Regions from separate parts of the Sus scrofa genome. Here regions 1, 2 and 3 are each linked to region 4. A link is a contact called in public HiChIP or PLAC-seq data. All regions are on one chromosome and are shown on one strand. The core of a region is the stretch at or near the end of the contact, and the rest is flanking DNA. Distances in the headings are between cores, read along the strand shown.

Evidence for each region. HiChIP or PLAC-seq counts read pairs in DNA pulled down with a chosen protein or histone mark.
Region 1: an H3K27ac HiChIP or PLAC-seq map of alveolar macrophages shows a contact between it and region 4. The contact joins two enhancer-like sites. A contact is called at or near these places in 6 of 47 Hi-C or Micro-C datasets (alveolar macrophages, embryonic fibroblasts, fetal heart ventricle and 1 more) and 2 of 2 datasets of contacts at active chromatin or transcription factors (alveolar macrophages and skeletal muscle).
Region 2: a contact with region 4 is called in an H3K27ac HiChIP or PLAC-seq map of alveolar macrophages. The contact joins two enhancer-like sites. A contact is called at or near these places in 2 of 47 Hi-C or Micro-C datasets (embryonic fibroblasts and fibroblasts) and 1 of 2 datasets of contacts at active chromatin or transcription factors (alveolar macrophages).
Region 3: a contact with region 4 is called in an H3K27ac HiChIP or PLAC-seq map of alveolar macrophages. The contact joins two enhancer-like sites. A contact is called at or near these places in 3 of 47 Hi-C or Micro-C datasets (embryonic fibroblasts and liver) and 1 of 2 datasets of contacts at active chromatin or transcription factors (alveolar macrophages).

What each region holds. Positions count from the first base shown.
Region 1 is chr13:110,855,941-110,858,640 of Sscrofa11.1, forward strand. The region is part of intron 11 of FNDC3B (fibronectin type III domain-containing protein 3B); the gene reads left to right. Among named protein-coding and RNA genes, the nearest start is that of GHSR, 130 kb to the right of the region's middle. Within about 2 kb of position 1,286, at least 10 of the 83 cell types and tissues checked have an H3K27ac peak or open chromatin away from gene starts, as enhancers often do. A contact at or near this core is called in alveolar macrophages, where this site is marked.
Region 2 is chr13:110,435,644-110,438,343 of Sscrofa11.1, forward strand. No RefSeq gene overlaps it. Among named protein-coding and RNA genes, the nearest start is that of TMEM212, 23 kb to the left of the region's middle. Within about 2 kb of position 1,263, at least 10 of the 83 cell types and tissues checked have an H3K27ac peak or open chromatin away from gene starts, as enhancers often do. A contact at or near this core is called in alveolar macrophages, where this site is marked.
Region 3 is chr13:110,404,195-110,407,169 of Sscrofa11.1, forward strand. No RefSeq gene overlaps it. Among named protein-coding and RNA genes, the nearest start is that of TMEM212, 8.7 kb to the right of the region's middle. Within about 2 kb of position 1,442, at least 10 of the 83 cell types and tissues checked have an H3K27ac peak or open chromatin away from gene starts, as enhancers often do. A contact at or near this core is called in alveolar macrophages and liver, where this site is marked.
Region 4 is chr13:110,605,484-110,608,200 of Sscrofa11.1, forward strand. All of the region lies in intron 1 of FNDC3B (fibronectin type III domain-containing protein 3B), which reads left to right. Among named protein-coding and RNA genes, the nearest start is that of FNDC3B, 19 kb to the left of the region's middle. Within about 2 kb of position 1,263, at least 14 of the 83 cell types and tissues checked have an H3K27ac peak or open chromatin away from gene starts, as enhancers often do. A contact at or near this core is called in alveolar macrophages and liver, where this site is marked.

The sequences.
Region 1 (2,700 bases), core at 36-2,535, 250 kb after region 4:
CAGCAGGATGGGAGAGGGTTTGCTGGGGTCACTTCCCCCACCCCCAGCCCTCTCCAGAGCCAGAGCTCTCCTCCCCCAGCCACACACCCATGGCCTCTCTGGCACCCAGGGGGTTGTAGAAATGAGCTCAAAAGGCAGAAAGGTAGCCAGTTACAGAAAGGAGCAGATCCCTGCCTGAGAGGGAAGCAGATATCCCTCAGTCTTGAAGCAAGTTTAGCTTCAGGAGTCATACCCCACCCTTTGCTGTGGCACCTGGTCTGAGAACCACAGCTTGGGGTGAAGTGACCCCATCCACATCCCACAATGAATGTCTGGCTGTCCCCACATTTTTATTATATCAGCACTGGTTAGAGTTCCCAGAATACTTTATCCTTTTGCTCAATTTTTAATCACCATTCCAATGAAATAATTACTGTAAAATTCTGAAGGTGTTAGGAACATAAGAGCACAGGGCATCAAGTCCTGCTGACAAGTCTCTAGAAAGACCTTCAAGAATGAGAGAGCAGCAGCCCAGAGGCCAGTGAGTATCCGGCCTTTGTTTCTGCTAAGACTGGGCATGCTGTGCTAAGTTGACCTTGGGAAAAGCTGCTTTCATCAATTGCTTACCACCTGCTGGCCTCTGAAGGCAGGTGTGGCCCTAATGGGGAACCAAAAACAGAAATGTGAAGTACAGGGGGAGCTGATACATCAGCTGTCCTGAATCCATTGTCCCTAAGGCCATATCACCATTCACAGAATTCACTTGGAAATTCCTCACTAATAGTTCTGCAAGAGGGTTGGATGCCTACTTTTCTCCTTTAATAATTGTGCATAGACAATCCTTTAGTATTTCAATCAAGGAAATTGTGACTGTAAGGTGGTAATGAGCAAACTAAAAATGGAACATGCAGGTGTCACTGGCTTTTCAGCTCTGGCCATCAGTTTCAGTTTTCCCCTGAAACAGATCAGTTTTCATAACTTGGAAAGGTGTGACCTTTCCTGGCCATGTCACCTTGTGGCGACCCTGGTGGGATGTAATGTTTAGAGCCTTGGGGCCTGAGAACTGGCCCTGCATTTTTGTGGATCTTTTGCAACTGCGTCCTCCTCTGGGAGACTCCATATCAGAAGAGCAGGCCACTTTCAAGGCAGTTTTCTGCGTAACTATTGGATGAGTCATTATTCACGTTTTAATTTCTTTCTGATCGCACTGTACCCCACCCTCACGTTTACATCTTAATTTACAAGTCCTAGTCATTCTGAAGCCTGGTAGGAAGCAGGCCCAAAGCCCCATGAGGGTTTTTTTCTTCGGCTAGATTTAAGTATGACACATAGTGGTGACTTGAAAAAGAAACCATGAGTTTTACTTCAATCTAGAATTATGACTAAGAGAAATGTTTCTTAACTTTTTAACAGCAAAACAGTGCTTAGAAGCTCAGTTTTCAGGATGGAGCTTCTTTCCCACAATGAAGAGGTTTGGGGTGGGGTGGGGTCTGGAAGGCGGAGGAGATGCTCCCAGCTCACCACCCTCCAGGCCACCACCAAGCTGGTCCCTCTGACCTGCCCTTTCCCCTCCTTGGGCACCCTCCCACTAAATTTGCCCCTTCTGCTGTTTCTCTGCTTTATGACACAGAGGTATCTAGTAAAGGTGAGAGGATTGAGGGTATGGAGGCCTCTAGAGTATGGATGGGCTTTTGTGAAAAAGTATTAGGAACCTTTGGACTTACTTACACATAAATGCCTGCCCAGTGTGTTTTAAGGAATGGTGACCTGGCTGTTTCCTAGAAAAATTGAATAAGTGGGCAAACTTCATAGTCAGATAAGAACTTTTTTTTCTATTTCAAAGACATAAGTTCTGTAAAGGAAGTATTTATGGAAACTCAGCTTGCTGAGAGTTCAACTCTTAGCTGTTGTGCTAACTGGTGCAATTGCAGCTAGTTCCTCAGAGCAAGCAGGGTTCTCTTAAGAGCTTATGTTGATATGTTCAGTGACATGGCCTTCACATAGGGAGACCTGGATTAATAGTCTCTGCATTGTCTCTTACTAATCAAACGAATAGTTTCATCCCTAAGACTCAGCTCCTCCACTTGAATAGTGACATCTGTTATCTCACAGGTACATTAAGATTGAATGAGATAACTTGGGCAGTAACAGATTATGTATGTTGATTATTTCATGTCCCGTTTAGCACATTAATGTTAAGATCTGGGGTAGGAAAAGTCAATTATGGAGGGGTCGTATGAAAGGAGTATGGCATTTCTCTGTCGGGAACTTAAACAGGAGCCCTGAAGTTAATGGCTCTGGTTTGAACTAAACAAAAACTGATGTCAGTGCTATATATAGATACTAATTTACCATTAGCTTAGCTCCCAGACATGACAATATATGAAAGAACTAGAAAAATAGCTTTGTGGGAATGTGACTAGTGGAGTTCCCAAGAATTGTCCTCACATGTGACTCAGCTATCCTGAAAAGGAATTTCACATCTGGCTTTCCTGTGACTAATGAGCCAGCACAGCTGTAAAACACAGTAGACTGAGAATGAAATAAATACTGCAGAAATCAAGGGAAATATACTTTGAAATAGAAAAGGCCAGCAGCAGGTAGAACCCATAATCCCCAGGGCAGCCATTAGCCAGGCAAGGCTCAGCAGAAACCTAGAGCAGGTGGCAGGCCCCAGACTGCACTCTGTGGATGTCAAGTTCAGGAGCAGCCAACCTCGCT
Region 2 (2,700 bases), core at 13-2,512, 170 kb before region 4:
TAAACCTCCAATAGTTGCTTGAACTTTTGCAAGAGGTTCTCAGCAAACGGTACACAATTCTGAGGATCCAAAACAGATGTATAAGAGAAATAGATCAATACTAAGTGCTTTGGGTTAACTGGAATCCGAGGTATAACCTGTTAATCTGATATCAAGACACATGTGGGTTATTTCTTGCTCTCGCATTGACAAAGAGATGGGTAGACATGATGTTATGCCCTTGCCTGGGAAAACTAAATACTCACTGTCACATAACCCCCAAAAGTCTGCTTTACAGATTGGAAATAATGAGGCACCTTTACTTTAAACAGCCTGTTTCCAGTTTTGTAGGGCTGTTGATATTACTGGCCTAGTGACAGATGCCAAGGCGGGAAAATAGGCTCAGTTACTTCTGACTCTTTGAATGTGGACACATCAGCTTGTGGGAAGGAAACTATTTAAAATGGGGCTTAGGGAAAGAAAAAAAAAATCCCCTTTCCCCATATGAGATTCTTCCACAGTGTTGTCATGCAATCTTGAAAACCTCCATACAGCAGATCACTCTCATTGGATATATGCAAATTTTCTGGGACCCAGTGGTTTCCTGCCAGGGAAAAACTTATAATAACAGAGCAAGAATGCAATCTGAGCCCTTGTTCTCTGAAACCCCTGAAAGAACAGAGTCGTTCTTGACAGCGCAATTTCAGCCCTTGACATTCCAGGAAATAGCTTAATAATGTCATTTAGGCTGGGGTTGTAACCAGTCCTAAGATATAGGGACACAAATGCTGTATGTAAAATCTTAAATATCAAGGACCATTGCGCATTTTCACACAGAGTTTAACAGTGAAGACCACCACCACAAAACAAAAACTGAGCAAGGTTTCCTAATTAAATTTTAACATTGTCACCACTAATTAAATCCCATATAGGAAAAGGAAAGTTTTCTGCCAAGAAATAATACAGACATATCCTGAAGACTATTTCCTTTCCATTTACTTTCCTAAATACTGTGCCCATGCCATATTCAGAATATGACACCCAAACAAAACTCTATGTTAATCATTAATATATATGAAGAAGCTACCCCCACCCTGGAGTCTTAGAAGCCTAAATGAGACACATTGGCCTTTACAGTCAATGTGTTTCATTTTTTCTGGGTGCAGTACCAAAAAAGGGTACAAGATTCAGGTTAAAAGTCAGGAAATGGATCAGGGCCCCACGCTATGACATCATTTTCTTGCAATGCAATGAAGCAATGACATTTCCTGCAGGAAAAATGATTAGAGCTGACAAGCAGCCTTAGTTAGCTGCAGTGTTTGCAGTGGAAGGTGTCAGGCCTGCCTTGCTCCAATTCCTGCCACCCTCCCTCCTCTTCCTTGGCTGGGGCTTCCCAGAGTTCAGGGACAGAGAGACCCAGGCTACTTCCATTTAGTGATCCTTATGTATTTAAAATAAAAATTTGCTGAAATGTCATTACGAAAATTGTGGAATTTTTTAGTTGGTAGAGCATTAACTAATTTAGACCCAAAGATATAATGTTTCCACTTACAAAAGGATTTCCAGATTTATTTTTCAAGCTGACATATAGGCAGAGCCTCCAGGGGTGATTGTGCAGATTGGCCAAAGGCAGAGAGTGGATTCAAAACTGGCTCACTCTCTGATGGCCAAACCTTGCTTACTGTTGCAGGGTTAGATCTGTCTTTTCTGGATTCACACAAAAGCCTCACAACCTGTGATAGATGGTCTTGGAATGGAACACAGTTGGAAGCTGAATGATGAACCAGTCTTCTGCTTTAAATCCTGGGTGTCTCTGTAACTGTAGGCATAATGTCTTCAGGGCGTCTCTAGAAGTGTGAATTTGAGGATATACCTACATGTAAAGTTCTGGGCCAAATCTGCCTCCTGGCAGGGTCACCCCAGCTCATAAGGGGCCCTTTTGGAATTTAGGGACAGGTGCTTTCAGTGAGCCAACACAGATGGTAAGAGGCACCTGGCTTGGCTAGTAAGTGTCTGGGGAAACGTTTCAGCCTGGCCAGGTGCTCTGTATGCAATCTACGTAACTATAGTGGGCCTATTGCTCCCTATGTGGTAGACCTCGTCCTGGACTCAACATATAGAAAGAACTGCTCCAGTCCTTAAGACCATTTTTTTTGGCGGGGGGGGGCTTTTTAGGGCTGAACCCACAGCATGTGAAGGTTCCCAGGCTAGAGGTCCATGCAGAGCTGTAGCTGCTGGCCTATGCCACAGCCATAGCAATGCAAGATCTGAGCCGTGTCTGTGACCTACACCACGGCTCACGGCAGCTCTGGATCCTTAACCCACTGAGTGAGGCCAGGAATCAAACCTGCATCCTCATGGATGCTAGACATGTTTGTTAACCACTGAGTCACAACGAGAACTCCCCTTAAGACCAATTTTGAGACCTGAATCAAGGCAAGAATTATTATTACTTTTTTGTCTTTTTTTTTTTCTTTTTGTCTTTTTAGAGCCATGGATGAGGTATATGGAGGTTCCCAGGCTAGGGATCTAATGCGAGTTGTAGCTGCCAGCCTACACCACAGCCACAGCAACTCAGGATCCAAACTGCATCTGTGGTCTACACCACAGCTCACAGCAATGCCAGATCTTTAACCCACTGAGTGAGACTAGGGATGGAACACACAATCCATGGTTCCTAGTCAGATTCATTTCCACTGCACCACAATGGGAACTCCAAGG
Region 3 (2,975 bases), core at 192-2,691, 200 kb before region 4:
TTGGAGTTATACAAATGAAATCTGCTTAGAGGATGGAAAGGAATGGAAGAGATTAGAGGATGACATTAAAAGATCCTATAGAACAGATATTTATTAAAAACATTAGTTAATATAGCATTATGAAAAATGAAGGGTAAACATTTCATAATTTCTGTGTGTGTGTGTGTGTGAATGGCAAGCCTATTTTCATAGCTCTTACTATTCTTACGCCTACACACACACATGTAAACTTACCTGTAAATGGTCCCTTATAGACTTGGGTCTGACTAGAGATGGCAGAAACTTCCTTGGCACTTATTAGCATTGGGCCTCTCCTTCCTGCCATTCACTAAACATTGATTTCCAAAATGGATTTTTTCAAAACTTCTTCCCCCTCTCCCTTTTAGAGAAAATAGATAATTTTCTTAACACATAAACACTTCTTACTTCAAGTTTATAAGAACATGGATCAGGAGTTTGACCTATCACTTTCGAAAAACTGCCCATCTTTAACATGGAGTCAGGCAAAAGAAATGCAAAAATAATAGTGGAAACTATTTCACATGATCACTGAGGCTGTAAGGAGTGGGGAAAGGAGAGCCTCCATGAAGAGAGAATTGGTAGAAAAAGTAGAGTTCACTCTGTTTTAAAATATCCTAAGTGAATATGGTATAAAAACCACAAAGCATAGTTTTATCCTCAAAGGATGTAAAGGAAATAGAATCTTTAGGAAAGAATGACTGTGTGCTAGGGAGAGAGTTGAAAAGTATATTTTGCAAGAAAGTCAGACTTCAACTCAGAACTCGGCTTTTTCAGCTTGAGGCCAAGACTATAAAAATTAGAAGAAACCCTTTCTTTAGGACTAGATTGAAGGGTTTATATTATGCATCCCAGCAGCCAGCTTTGCATGACCTGTTTTCTCTCCCTTTACTCTAAACTCTGTAATGGTGATTATAATTTTCCCATTCTGGGCTTAAGGCTGCCACTTTCTTTTGTGCTGAAAACCCAGGACTGTTATTAGCATGGTTGCATGATTGTTGGCCTTACAAATAGTTATTCATAAATACCAAAGTGGAAAAAAAAATCATGTTTAGCAACAATATACTAGACATTGTTTTATTACATATATCCAGTCCAGAAGATTTAAAATTCAGATTAGATCATTATCACATATGTAATGGGTAGAATTTGGAACATCTATGCTGAGGTTTATACCAAGTTGATCTGAGTTGAAAGAACTGAGTAATAATGTTGAAGAGTCACACTTAGCTGAATTTAAACCCTTTAAAACTTAACACATGAATTGAAAATTTGCCCTCTCCCTAAACTATAAACTTCTTGAAGCATGACTGGTCTCTCCCTGTGGTATTATCTTTCAATTTTGAACAACTGAACTAATCTAAGTAATGATTCATCTGTCACTAGAGGGGGTTGAAGCATTTCTGTCCTCTGTTGCCACAGAGCAAGAAAGATTCTAGAAAGTTGTCCTTTCTCCCACTTGGTATGTGTGGGAGTATCAAACCCCAAATAGAGCAGTGCTAAACTTTTTTTTTTCATATTTTGTTTTTCTATAAACAAACTTTATCTGTGGCCTTGTAGCAGACGGTCAGTTCCAGGAAACACACGGCTAACAATGTCATTCCCCTTGTATTGCACGTAATATAAAAACAGAGTTTAAGTAAATATTTGAATTAGGACAATTTGAAAAATTTAACTTTGGAGTAGCCTTTCCCTGGCATGTATTGATCACTTTTTCTAGAGTGGCTCTTTCTAATATGCTATCCCTACACCATTTAAATGAAGCTTGTTCAGTGTAACATATAATATATTAGCAGAGTATAATCCTAGAAACTCAGCATTTGCAGAATGGAACTGCAATTAGGAGATTCAACTCCTGCTGCATATCAAAGAAAAGCTGATCTATAAATAGCAGTAGAGCAACACCTAGTGCTAAGCACAGATATAGCAGAAAGATCTCAGTCACAACCATCTTATTAGGCCTTAGGTTTTATACTGAATGGATAAACAACAAGGTCCTACTCTGTAGCATACGGAACTATATTCAATATTCTATGATAAATCGTAATGGAAAAGAATAGGAAAAAAGAATGTATACCTATTCATAACTGAATCACTTTGCTACACAGCAGAAATTAACACAACATTGAAAATCAACTATACTTCAATAAAATAAATTTTTAAAAAGTTTTAGTTTATGGTTGCAATAGGATGACTCTTTTCCTTGGTATTTTAACCATGGAATTATTCTGTGAAATGACAAGCCTGGACTGGCTGGTCTTTAAGGTTCTTATAGACTCAGTGTGTGATCCTGCAGTTGGGTTATTTTTATGTACTTTTCATTTTCATTGCCCTACATTCTTCTTAGTGAACTTGTCCATTAGATAAAGGAGGCTTGCTTAGGCCTAGCTTTTACCTTTTATGTCAATTAGCTTTGCGTAGATTGTGAGAAAGAAGCAGAAGTGTTTATGTACTTGGACAATGCCATGAGGAAGTTCCAAGAAATGCCCTTTCTCTTCTTTAAAAAAATAGTAAATATATACATATGTACAAACTAGGGTAGGATACCTCCATTGTTGAAAAAGGAAAGTGTGGGCCTTTGTATGAAAAAAATGATCCCACATCTGCTAGTAGTAGGTGGTGTTTATTCTATGCTACTCAATTCCTTATGTCATAAGGACGCACTTCTTTTATTATCCTATCTCAGAAGAGATCACAATATCATCTGTATGGAAATACAAAAAGAGCATAAGTTTTCATAGCCAAATTCTCTGGAGCACAAGTTTTCTATGTCTTTGTTATTTCATTTGTCTATAGACCGGGGAAAATACTTACTATTTATGGAAAGTGGTCAGATAAAGAAATAGATAAAACCTTTGAATATGCAGAGATACATAAAAACCGTTAAATTAGATAGATCACCATGAACATGAACTGCTTTAAAAGCTGGCATCACCAGTGGAGGAAAAATGTGCATG
Region 4 (2,717 bases), core at 13-2,512:
ATTGTTCCTTTGAATGATATGGCTAGTGAGTCTTCATTTTGAAATGTTTCAAACTAGTTCGGCATCTTTTGACCTAAATCTTCTAGCCTTCAGCTTTGAGGAATACATCATTTGGATTTGTGAGAACAGTAAGATTTAGCCAGGTGGTCAGTTCCTATTAGCTTGAGAGGGCTTGGACCTCAACTGACTGGTGTTTATTAAATACTTGTTTTTTTGCAGAATGCTCTCCCATCATGAGGAGAGGACTCTCATAGTGAACAGTGAACCCTCTCCTTGAACCAGCTGACATTTAATTTTCTAATGTTCTCTCAGGATTCTTATGACTCAATCTTGTCATGAACCTCTGAATCAGTAGAAGTAATGGAAGATGGTAGATTTCTTTTGAAATGATAGATTATTCTTTTAGATGTCGGTCAGTCCCCTTCCCCTGGGGCAGGGGGTGGGATGTTCACAGTTGTAGGTGCCTTCAGATGAGAATTGGTGGTGAAGGACAGGCAGAGGATAAGGTATATTTATGTGCTGGCTCCACACTCAGGTTTTCCTAGGTGTCCCCCAGGTGATGAGGCTGATTATTCACTTCAGTGAGAGCAAAGCCTGGTGGCCCACTCCACGCTTTCCATTTCTCCTTTAGAAGTAGAAAATTGTAGGAGTTGCATAAACCAATACTTGGAGCTTGGGAGCCTTCCGTTCAGTCAGAACCAGTATTGGTTGGTGTCTAACTGTAAAGATATAGCAGCAAGTGGAACAGGGAGACTTATAATTCCTCTTCATCTCTCCACTATTATAGAAATTCCACCAGGGCAGGGACCTTGTCTCTCCTCTTCTCTCTCTTCTCCAATTGAAGCACAGTTGATTTAAATGTGGTATTTCCTTTTCCCTTTATACAGTGGCAAACAATAAGTGCTCAGTGTTTATTGAATAAATGACTTAATGACTGAGCAAAACATAGTGTTTTTTTGACACTGAGATACCAGTGTGTTTGAACCATGAAAAAAAGCTGTTGGATTTTCATTTTAAAATACTGTTCCAATTCTTGGAAGAAATGTGGCATCATTTTCAGCTTAAAGTAACTGAGATACCTGAAAATATGTGAAGATCCAAAGATTTTTGGTGTTCAGTAATAGTGAAGAACTGTTTGTCTTGCAAGTAACAGAAACACTTAAAGTAGCTTAAGCAAAGAAAAAAAGTTTGGAGTCATTGGAAATGAGGGCAGTCCCTGGACCTCGTGAGGTCTTGGAACCAGCCCTGGGAAGTCATTGGGAGCCAAGGCTGCTTTTCTTCCTCTTTCCCTTCCTTCTTTTTTAATACTTCTTCTTCTGTAGAGCCCATCTTATATAAATGCTGGAAGCCTCTAACTTCATAAAGCTTTATCAGTTTTAATTTTTTCTTCCAAACGACAGTCTACACCTTTTTAGTAATGAATTGAAGTTGTGGATGGTAGAAGTATTGTCTTAGTGTCATTTTGAGGCAAATTCTTTTCCAGTGTGTCAGTTATAGCTAGTTTGTGGGATGAAAGTTTTGGAAAGTTATGTAAAGAATGATCGCTATTCAACAAAATAATGATAATCTATATTTTCCCGTCTCTTGTTTTTTTAAAATGAACTGCAGTGAGACATGGCCAGGTTGATTTCTTCCCTTAAATCATCCCAGAAACTATGCCCAGTCCATTAATTGCTTTGTTCAGTGGGCAGGAAATGGTTATGTTTGTACAAGTTACACAATCTTAGCTAAGTCGGAGCAAGAAACCAAAGAGGTCTCTGATCTTTTTTTTTTTTTTCCCCTCCAGAATTAAACATTTGGATCCACAAACTTACACATGATGCATGAATCAGGTTACTGGGGGACACTTAGCAAAAACCATAATTTATTTTACTTGTCAGAATGGCTGCCTGTCTAGAGGTACTAAGAAAAGTGGTTGCCTGAGGTCGTCAGGCTGGTAGTGAGATTAAGTCTATGCAGTTTTACTTCCTTTTTAACAGTTTCTTTCCTTTTTTTTTTTTTTTGCTTTTTAGGGCCACACCTGCAGCATATGGAGGTTCCAAGGCTAGGGGTCATAGTGGAGCTGTAGCTGCTGGCCTACACCACAACCACAGCAATGCAGGATCCAGGCCAAATCTTTAACCTACACCACAGCTCATGGCAACGTCAGATCCTTAACCCACTAAGCAAGGTCAGGGGTCAAACCTGTGTCCTCATGGAGCTAGATTCTTTAACCACTGAGCCACGACGGAAACTCCTTAACAGTTTCTTATGCATGCAATAAAGGAGGTGTCCTGAAGCTGGTGCCCTGTTGGCATGACCAGGAAGAGTTCACCTTCTGCTCTCTCCCTTCCCCATCCTCCCTTGCAGGCTGTTTATAAATTTGTTCTTTTTCTTTCCTGGAGTTGGCAAGTTGCCTACTTAATACCATCCATTTGTCCATCCCTGTTACCTGTCTATTAATTCCCAATCATCTACTTTTCTTCCTGAAAGTGGAATTTTTCTCTTTATCACCATTTGATGATTCTTCAAGCATTATAATTGATATTTCGCAATTTTAGCAGAGCTGATTTTATATATAGTATTTTAAGGTATTTTCTGACTTTGCCTAACTGTTCATTCATTCATTCATCCTCCTTTCATTTTTATTTCCATTACTTATTTCCTGAAGCCTGTATATCACTAAGAAAATGTAATCTTAAGTAATGGAGTAACTAATAGAGGTCAAATTGAGAGAG